Regions from separate parts of the Mus musculus genome. Here region 1 is linked to region 2. Evidence: chromatin contacts called from public promoter capture Hi-C data. All regions are on one chromosome and are shown on one strand. The core of a region is the stretch at or near the end of the contact, and the rest is flanking DNA. Distances in the headings are between cores, read along the strand shown.

Evidence for each region. Promoter capture Hi-C pulls out the DNA fragments that hold promoters and counts their contacts.
Region 1: a promoter capture Hi-C map of neutrophils shows a contact between it and region 2, with 6 times the contacts expected there. The contact joins the enhancer-like site here to the promoter of Cd69 in region 2. A contact is called at or near these places in 7 of 39 promoter capture datasets (the 3T3-L1 cell line, cranial neural crest, liver and 2 more) and 2 of 9 other capture datasets (adipose tissue and macrophages).

Annotation. Positions count from the first base shown.
Region 1 is chr6:131,268,243-131,273,027 of GRCm38.p6, reverse strand. No RefSeq gene overlaps it. Among named protein-coding and RNA genes, the nearest start is that of Magohb, 23 kb to the left of the region's middle. Within about 2 kb of position 3,182, at least 37 of the 459 cell types and tissues checked have an H3K27ac peak or open chromatin away from gene starts, as enhancers often do. A contact at or near this core is called in neutrophils, where this site is marked.
Region 2 is chr6:129,271,530-129,276,863 of GRCm38.p6, reverse strand. It overlaps Cd69 (CD69 antigen), which reads left to right and starts at 1,495. Exons shown (of 5, transcript NM_001033122.4): 1 at 1,495-1,642. The coding sequence starts at 1,579.

The DNA.
Region 1 (4,785 bases), core at 1,933-4,432, 2.0 Mb before region 2:
ATGCCAAGTATAGCTCAGTGATTTCTATTTGCTTAGCACACTCAGTTTCTTAGATTTAATATGCCATAAAATAATAATAAGATCATCACTTTTGTGGGGCTATCAATAGTCACAATGAATATTATCTTATAAATAAAAGCCTCCAAGGATATACAGCAAGATTTTCACAGTGGACTTCTGAATGATTTGAAGGCATTCCTAAAACACACTTAGTTGTAATAAACATAATTTAAAAACAAGAAGTAATTTTTGTCAAATAGTTACAGAAAATTTCCAACAGCCTATTATAAAGCTAGGAACCTAGAAACTTCCGTCCCCTCTTTTTCCTAGTGGTTTTGCTAAGGTCCCTGGTTTTTCTTTCTCTGCAGGAGTGTTCATCTTGGCCTTCAACTATTGATTATGATCATTTATTGCAGGATATGGCATGAGACATTGGTTCTGTAATTTTGATCAGAGTCAGCTTTCATTACACAATTTCCTCTTTTTGCTTTTGTCAAGAGGAGGGACAGAAAATCATGAGCTGGATTGTCACTCAGATGTGATTCAGTTTTGCCTTTCCTCTTAGAGCCTCCAAGGAAGGCCAACTTCTCCCCCAAATAGTGGGTCAAACCCCTCCACCAGAATAACTTTCTTATTGAGACATAGGTAACAGCTGCCGTTATTTTTTTTCTATCATATGACCATCATACTCTAGAGGATTTCTATAGTATGATATGCCTTGAGAGTTGAATACATGGGAAGCCATGTTGGTTGTGTTAGATTGAATTAACTCTGGCAGCATGAGTAAACAGAAGTTTGGCACTGGCTGTTTTCTTTGGGAGTATGCTGTGACTTGTGTTGTGTGCTAAGAAGTTAAGGTAAAGGGATCTCTGGAGTTGATTACTGTTTAACTGGGTCATATGTTTATATGGTATCCATATTGAAGAAGTCATAACAGGAGCTAGGTTAGATGGCTCAGTGTGAAACATACTGGCTATACAAGCCTGACTGACGACCTGAGTTTGATCCCTGGAACTCACACAAAGGTGAAATGAGAGGACTCAGTAGTTATAGTTGTCCTTTGAACTCATATGCACCCTTTCCACAATAACAATAACATACACCAGTTAAAAATAATTCTGTAATGGAAAGATTTCTCTTTCTCGACAAATAAGGGAAATTTTGAATAACTTCAAAAATCTTCATGAATTAAATAACTAGAAAAGAATAGTTTATTGTGCATTTTCTATATTATCTGTTGATTGTCATTTGACCTATTAATATAAGTGAGAAAGTCAGTTACAAATATTTAATGCTTTATAGTATATTGGTATCTATTATCAGATTATATCCCTTATGGGCATTAGGTAATGACTGCATAGTGACAAAATTTATCTTCATATAGGCAGCATCATATACCAGGATATTATTTGTAAAATGATCATGTGCATAGGATAATTTTGGGATTAGATTTCAGGTTGCAACTTGCAATGCCCCTGTGTATTGCTTCCACACCCCATTCTTGCAAAGCTCCCCTTCTGCTTTCCTGGTTGTTACAGTTACTCCATGTTAGGTAGAATGTCTCAATTCTTGGAGGCAGGAGCCTCAGATACAAAAGAATGAGTGGCCTTTGTCTTTCTGTGTCAGTGTTACCCTAGTCAGTAGAATCTCTCCTAGTTATATCTATTCATCAGTCCCAACCCTTGAGGAGAATGTAGAGAATGTTCACTGTCTCAGCTGTTTAGAGCTGTAACATACACAAAAGATACTTATTTATGTGACTTGGATCACCTGCAGTATTAACTTTCAAATATTCTTTTGAAGTTTTTCTTTTCTTTTTTTCTGGGAAACTGATAGTCATATATAACTGAAATGACTGCCAGAACATTTTTATATTTATATGTATCAAAATGACTAAGTAATTTTAAAGTAAAGATTCTTATTCATAAATCTTTGAATTTTTGTTATTTGAATTGATAGTTAAAAAGTTTTTAAATGATATGTGGTGGTACCAATTTTGCCTATCATTTTTATATATGTTGAATATTTTGAACAAAGAGGATTAATAGAACAATGATTTATTAGTAAGTGTTAATAGAACATTAATAGAACAATGATTTATTAGTAAGTTTTAAATTCTCTCTGTATTTCCTTATAATAAGTGCTGTGATCATTAGAAGTATAAATGAATTTAATGGAAATCTGCAAAGTGTTTTCTTCAGTTAAAATCAGGATCAGTCCATATTAGGGGGTTTGTATCAGTAGAGAAGTTAGCCAGACTCAACACCACCAACACTGTCTGAAACACTGGATCCAGGTACCTTTCTGAAGGAGACATTTTGACTTTGTCTTTAGAAATCAGTCAAGACCATGTTTTGTTTTTGTATTCCTTCTGACCTCCCAAGGCAAACCTTCCTTGTGGTATAGCCTTCCTTGGCTGTCCTTGAGCTCACTCTAAGGCTGGGTTTTAATCTTTAATAATCATACTCCACTTACTTCCAAGATGAGTGACCACAAGGTCACTTACTCGACTAGGAGATTTCATAAGTCTTCAGATTTGCAGAACCCAGTGAGGATTAATGAGACTCAAGGGCCCAGAAAAGCTGGCCACAGAAGTATGTGTTTTAAGTGTCCAATTTCACCCATTTTTGTGCATTTTAAACTTTGACTTTTTGAAAACAATATACTATTGGCTCCTAGTGAAAACAGAAATCCTATTTCTAGTTGGATTTCTAGGATACAGCTGTATACAAATCATATCCAGACCAGCCATGGTTCCCTACTAGTTCTTAACCATCCTTCTTTCCTTCCTCCCCATCCTCAATTATGCTCTCTTAGGGGACTGCATGCTCTGGTTAGCTGATAACAAAAGAAAGCCAGATGGGCAAAGTACAATAATGGGAGACTTCAAAGAAAAAAGTTTTTGAGAATGGAGAAGAGAAACATTCTGTCACATTTGAGAATCCAATAAGAGGGGTTTTGGTTTGTTTTTGCTTATGTTTTTTTAGTCAAGAAAAATTCTGAAACTTTAAAAAATAACAGAGAAGCTAGAGGCTGAAGAAACACCAAATGTTCTAGAAAATAAAATGAAAAGTGTGCACTAGGAACAGTACTCTCACTCTAGCAGAAGGTGTTGTAATTGTCTTAAATGTCCCCAACATCTAATGCAACAAGGCAATGACAGTCATTATTCAGAAGAGGAAGTCTCTTTCTGGGAAGGAAGTCACAGAGGAAGAGAGAGGGCATGAGAGAGGGTAGTGGGGACAGGAATGTGTAAACCCCACTGTGCATTTTCTAAAATGTAAATGAAGAATTATGTTTAATAGCGAAAACGAAAGAAATCTCACTTTCTCTTCTCCATTTGCTGCTCTTTCAACACACCCTGTCAGTGTTGAATTCTAAGCTGAGAAACTTAACTTATTTGATTTAGTGATAATAGATAGCTTGACTTTACCATTTGGAATACCTCAGACACACAAAGATGCTTCGTATTGTGTAGAGAAAAATAGAACTTATGGGAAAACTTATGGACTTCTAGGGCTCTTTAAGGATAGGGCTGTATACAAATCATATCCAGACCAGCAATTGTTCCCTACTAGTTCTTTTTTTTCTTTTTTTTTTCCCTAGAGAATGAGAGAAAATATTTATTTATTTATTTATTTATTTATTTATTTATTTTAGTACCATTCAAAAATATTTGTTTTTCTTTCTTTTTTAAATGTTCATTTTTTATTAGATAGTTTCTTCATTTACATTTCAAATGCTATCCCTTTTCCTAGTTTCCTCTTTGAAAGTCCCCTATACCCACCCCCGCCCTGCTCCCCAACCTACCTACTCCCACTTCCTGGCCCTGACATTCCCCTGTACTGGGGCATACAATCTTCATAAGACCAAGGGCCTCTCCTCCCATAGATGGCCGACTTGGCCATCCTCTGCTACATATGCATCTAGAGATACAAGCTTTGGGGGTACTGGTTAGTTCATATTGTTGTTCCTCCTATAGGGTTGCAGACCCCTTTAGCTCCTTGGGTGCTTTCTCTAGCTCCTTCGTTGGGGGCCCTGTGTTGCATCCAATAGCTGACTGTGAGCATCCACTTCTGTATTTGCCAGGCACTGGCATAGCTCACAAGAGACAGCTATATCAGGGTCATGTCAGCAAAATCTTGCTGGCATATGCAATAGTGTCTGGATTTGGTGGTTGTTTATGGGATTGATCCCTGGGTGGGGCAGTCTCTGGATGGTTCCTCAACAGAGGAATGGATACAGAAAATGTGGTACATTTACACAATGGAGTACTACTCACCTATTAAAAACAATGAATTTATGAAATTCATAGGCAAATGGATGGATCTGGAGGTTATCATCCCGAGTGAGGTAACACAATCACAAAAGAACACACATGATATGCACTCACTGATAAGTGGATATTAGCCCAGAAACTTAGAATACCCAAGATAAAATTTGCAAAACACCCGAAACTCAAGAAGAAGGAAGACCAAAGTATGGGTTACTTTTTTCCTTCTTTGAATGGGGAACAAAATACCCATGGAAGGAGTTACAGGGACAAAGTTCAGAGCTGAGATGGAAGGAAGTGCCATTCCTACCAGTTCTTAAGAACATCCATCCCTCTTTCCTTCCTTCCTATCCTCAGTTTTGCTCTCTTGGTGGACTGCATGCTCTAGTTTGGGGTCTTGTACTTGGATTGTGTCTGTGTCCCCAGTACTCTCTGGAGTATGGAGTATGCACTTTTGATCCGCAGAACTGATTAAGAGCACATGCCTGTCATCCAGCTCCTTCATGGCTGAG
Region 2 (5,334 bases), core at 246-2,745:
GAATTAATTACCTTATTTATTATGGGAAAACCTGGCACATAGGCATATGGAAAAAGAACCGCTAAGACACAACCGAAAGACCTAAAGGCCCTGCAGTGGCAGGCTCCTGGGCACTCCTATGGAATAAGAAGAAGCTCTCTGTTGTAGAGGGAAAGTAATAGAGGAAGTGCCCAGAGGCCAATGTAGAGGTTCTTCTTGGCTGTAAGGTCTTTGGATTTTAAGGAACCTTTATTAGGAAGCCTTTGGTGAGCTGAATGTTCTCAACAAGATGATATGACATACTTAATCTCATCCCAGCTGCTGTGCAGGAAAGATACTGAGAACAAAAAGGCACATTAGGACCAGCATGTACCTGTCTGTGTCTCAAGCAGACAAATCCACCTGCTGGCTCACCTCAGTTGTCTGTGCCGGTACCTTCCAAGCAACCTAAGCATTATATCTTCACAAAGGCAAACCAGACAACTTTACTCCAGGTCCTTTGACAATCTCTCCATTCTCTGCTCTATTCCATATGTCAAATGTAGAGATCATTCCAGAATGTAAGAAATCATGCTTGTAATTTTTTAAGATCCTCACACTTGACTTACCAAAACAGACATTTTCTGCATTTATGTGGTGCTCAATAACTTATCTGAATGAGATGGATATCATGGGAAGATATGTGTATAGGGATCATCTTCCAAATATCCGAGGCCACAGACACCTGAAAAGGACATGGGGAAATAGAAGGAGATATTCTGCAGTGAGACAAAGTAAGTTTGACAGTGGAGGATGACAAGAAAATGAGCAAGGGATGATGAAATAGATAACTGAAGAGAAACAGTTTTAGATCACACCGAGGAAGTTTCAGACCACAAGCTTTCTGTTTCCTGCACTAAAGCAACTCCTGACACTTGAAAGAACTAGTCTCTGGGGAAAAAAGAAGTGAATGCCACACGTTTTAAATCCATAATTAACTAAATAAAACTTGTCCAATTGAGAGAGAGGGAGAGAGAGAGCCACAAAGATAGAGATTTTAAAATCCCTACTCAACAGTACATCTTCTGGCCACCAACAGCACCTGGTACATAATGGGTATTCAATAAATGCCTGTACCTGCCTACATATACAAAGAAACCAATGCAAAGGATTGCATGAAAAAGTTTTACTCTCTCTTCCAGTGCTTTTCCATGTCAAATACAGCAATCTCAAACTTTTAGCTCCTTGTTTAGATTATACCATTTCCTAAGTTATTTGTGTTTTTAAAAGTTTGTGGAAGGATGTCTTCGATTCTGGGAAAATCCCATTTATCTCTTCCTCTTGAAGCTACAGTTGTGAGAAAGCACATTTCAGACAGCAGGGAAAACCCGCAGCTCACCACAACAACACACGGTGAAGTGTCTAGGCCGCTGGAGCATAAATTAAAGAGAACTGGCTGAGTTGAGTGAGTACAGGGTAGGAGGAAGGGGTGGAGCCTAATCGAGTATAAAGGCTGAAATCCTCCGAGATCAAGACACTGAACAAGACAGCTCCAGCTACATCTCTCCGTGGACCACTTGAGAGTCGCCAGGGACCTTGAGGGGAAAAAAATTAAAAAGGATGGATTCTGAAAACTGTTCTATAACGGAAAATAGCTCTTCACATCTGGAGAGAGGGCAGAAGGGTAAGTCATGTGATTTCTTACATTCTGGAATGATCTCTACATTTGATGTGTGGAATAGAGCGGAGAATGGAGAGATTATCAGAGGACTTGGTTATGTTCTGTTTCAATCAGTAAAAGAGAAACTGGGCATAGGTAAATACCTCTCTAGCTATGAGAAGACAAGATACTTGTATGAGAGAGAGCTATATGACTTTCAGATGATCTTGAAAGGACTTTTCCTTTGAATAGATTTGTAACATCTCAACTCGTGGATTTAAATGATAAATGATAAATTGCCTGGCTTGACCTAGTTATTCTCTATAGTTTTCCCATAACCACCATCATCAGTAAGTTTTATCCTTTTCTTTATGAAGAACTCTGTTTTTCACACAAAGAGTTACGTTCTTGCTCTTTCCTTATCCATTTGCCTGCTTTCTGTGTGTATTCCCTCATTAGTGTTCTCCTCATGAATCCTCCAGTGGTTAGCAGCATTCGGGTCTCCAGGCTCAGAGAAAACAGCATTACACACACCTGAACATGTGCAGTGTCATATGGTGATGCATTAGAATGTAACCCTGTCATTAAAATGTCATCTTCTGCAGAGACCTATGGAATCTCCTCCTTACATTTTGTTCTGTCTCTCTCCTCCAATGAATCACTTCAAATTCTATGACTATATATTTTTCTTCCTTTTTACAAAAGCATGATCACCCTTCACATTTCTGTCTCTTCTGTCTGTTTCTATCTGAGTTGTAAGGAGCCCTCCAGCACTTAGCACTTGGGAATGAGAGTTATTTGAAAGCACGAGCGATCCAGTTAATAAAGGGATTTGCTATGACCAACACCGCCAAGATAGTTGGTGAGGAACGAATTATTTTCTGAGTTTCTCTGTCAAGTTGTCTTGTTGTGTAAAAAAATTAAAAATAAAAAATTTTTTAAAAGTCTCAGTTACCTTTAAAATCTCATCCCTTCTTTGAGAGCATGAAGTCAAAAACATAGATATAAAGTCTACAATATTCATTTTTAGATACCTAAGCAACCCATACCTATATGTCTCACTTAAATTTTTTTTAAAAAGCAGATAATAATGAAACTATAATAAATAGTGGAATGAAGGAAAGACCAAATGCAGAAATTCCTGACCTGGCCTGGGGTCAGCTCCATCTACCTTTGTATATTTAACTTATGTTCTCACGGCCATGACCTTAGCAACACAGCAGCAGTGGAATCAACAGGCTCCTCCTTGGGTGACTGAAAGTTGGTAAATAGGTGGATCTGTTTTCATGCTCTCCATTAATGCACAGGCCTCAGGAGTGTGCTGTTAGGGGGGGATGTTTTGTTGCCTAGGTGACAAGTTGAACTGTGGTTAGCCATGACCCTTGGAGATGGAAATAAACTGTCACGTGGGAGTTGGTCTACATAGTCTACCCACCAGGTGGGTCAATGGGCTGAATGAACTAGTTGAGGTCTAGGGTTGCTTTGGATGTGGGTATGTTTGCTGTGCAGTCAGAGATATTGATAAATTGAGTCCAAGCAATGTGACTATCATATGTTGAGAAACGAAACTAGACCAGTCTCTGAACCTATTACTCAAGCTACAAAGACTGCCTCTGAAGATAATTGTGTATGTGTGTGAAAAGGAAGGCAGGGGAAAACAGACCTAGGCAGGATTGATAAAGGCTTCTCTTAGAAAACTTGAAATCAGATTTTCACCAAGAAAAAGAAAATCCTACAAAATGTACAAGTTGGTGATACTAGCCATGTGATGTCTCCTCACCAAGCTTATCTGGAACAAAATGTTTTAAGAAAAAAAAATCCACAAATTCCAAGATAAAATCTACAGAAATAATCTTGTAACTATAAAAAGTCATCTACAATGGAAAGTTAAGTGTTTTTATAATGAGAAAAGATTTGACATAACTTTTCACCTTGTAGCCATAGGCTTCAAGCTCACACTCCTTTGACACTAGACTCCTAAGTGTTGGGATTACAACTGTGGAGAGTGATTTTCACTGTTAATTATAATCTTATTCAAGGAGCCATTTTGTATTAAAGCTTCCATGAGCATTAAAAAATTCACACTGAAGAATTTGGGAACATACAAGGGCATTCTAGTGGGGGCATACTGTTTTGAATCATGAGGGTTCACCCTGTAAAAAACAAAATCCAAAATCTAAAGCCAAAAATTGACTTTCCCTCTGCAGTCACCTATTTACATGCTAGTACAGGCATATTTCTATCTATCCAAATCCTGATACAGAAACATTTATTAGTTAAAGGTAACTGTGACTTTGTTCAACCTTTATACAGTAAGTTAAATTGGGGGGGGGTCTGTTCAATATGTTTTATAGCATTGTTACTTTTCACTTATTATTTTAATCCATCTTAGAAAATGTAATGTTTCACTGTTCATTCTTACATTATCACTTTAACTGTGCTATAATTTATATGCAATTAATGAACACACCATAGGAGTGCGGTGTAAGGACTCAACAAATGTATAGCCACAATTCCCATCAATATTTGAATATTCCCGTGACTCTAGGGCACTCTGTAGGTGCCATTGTCACAAGCATAAATGCAAACACTTTTCTTACATTTGACACCACACCTTATTTTTGTCTAAAGTGCCAGTTACATAGAAATACATAATATGTAATCTTTAATGAATATACTGTTTTCATTTAACATTATTTTTTAAGATTTATCATATGGTATGCATCAGGGCTTTATTTTAATTGCTAGAATCATTTTTTTGTGTGGAAATACTAAAAAGTGTTTATTCATTCTCATGCTGACAGGTATTTGGATTATTTTCAGGACTTGGTCTTAGTGATGATAATTCTATGAATATTGTTGTGCAAGGCATTTTAAAAACATGGGGTTTTTTTAGAGGTGGTGGTGGTGGTGGTATGTGTGTGTAGGACTGTCTGGATCTTACAGTAGTATATGTATAACAATGTTTTTTATTTATGTCTGTGGAAGTGTAGGTCATGTGTGTACAGGTGTCTTCAAAAGCCAGAAGAGGGTACTGGAACCTTCAGAGCTATAGTGACAGATGGTTGTGAGCCACCTGATGTGGGTTCTGGGAACCAAACACTGGTCCTCTACAAAAACAGTACATGCTCTCTAACACTGAGGCATCTCTTCAGCCCCTGTGTGTTCATAACAATGTAAAAAAGCGTATTTTTCCAGGTTAGCCTCTTAGCATTAATATATGAAAGTTTGCTGCACTGGTATTACCAAGAAACAAAATCAAGTTTGCAATTTTTTAAATTTTATCCTACTTTTGGATATTTATGCATAAATTCTCATTGAAAACATTTATTCTGAGCATTCCATCTCCCATAAACAGTAGCTAACTCCAAGGAGACTAGGGAACTACAGCCAGGATACTCTTTTTATATGTCTCCTATAGCAAGTGGGTGCTTAGAAGTCTTAAATAATGATATGCTTGAATTTTTCATAACTATGAAATATACCCATTATGCCTACTAAATACATATATAAATTATATATTTATGCATATATACATACATACATACATACATACATACATACATACATACATAGTGAAGATACCTATTAAGTCAGCATTTTATTTGCTTTGCCTTATCTCTAGCCAACAAGACGTTTTCCAAATGCACTCAGAATTTGGTAAAATTGACCATTAATATTTTTTATTAGTGGAACAACACATTACTATGCTTAAT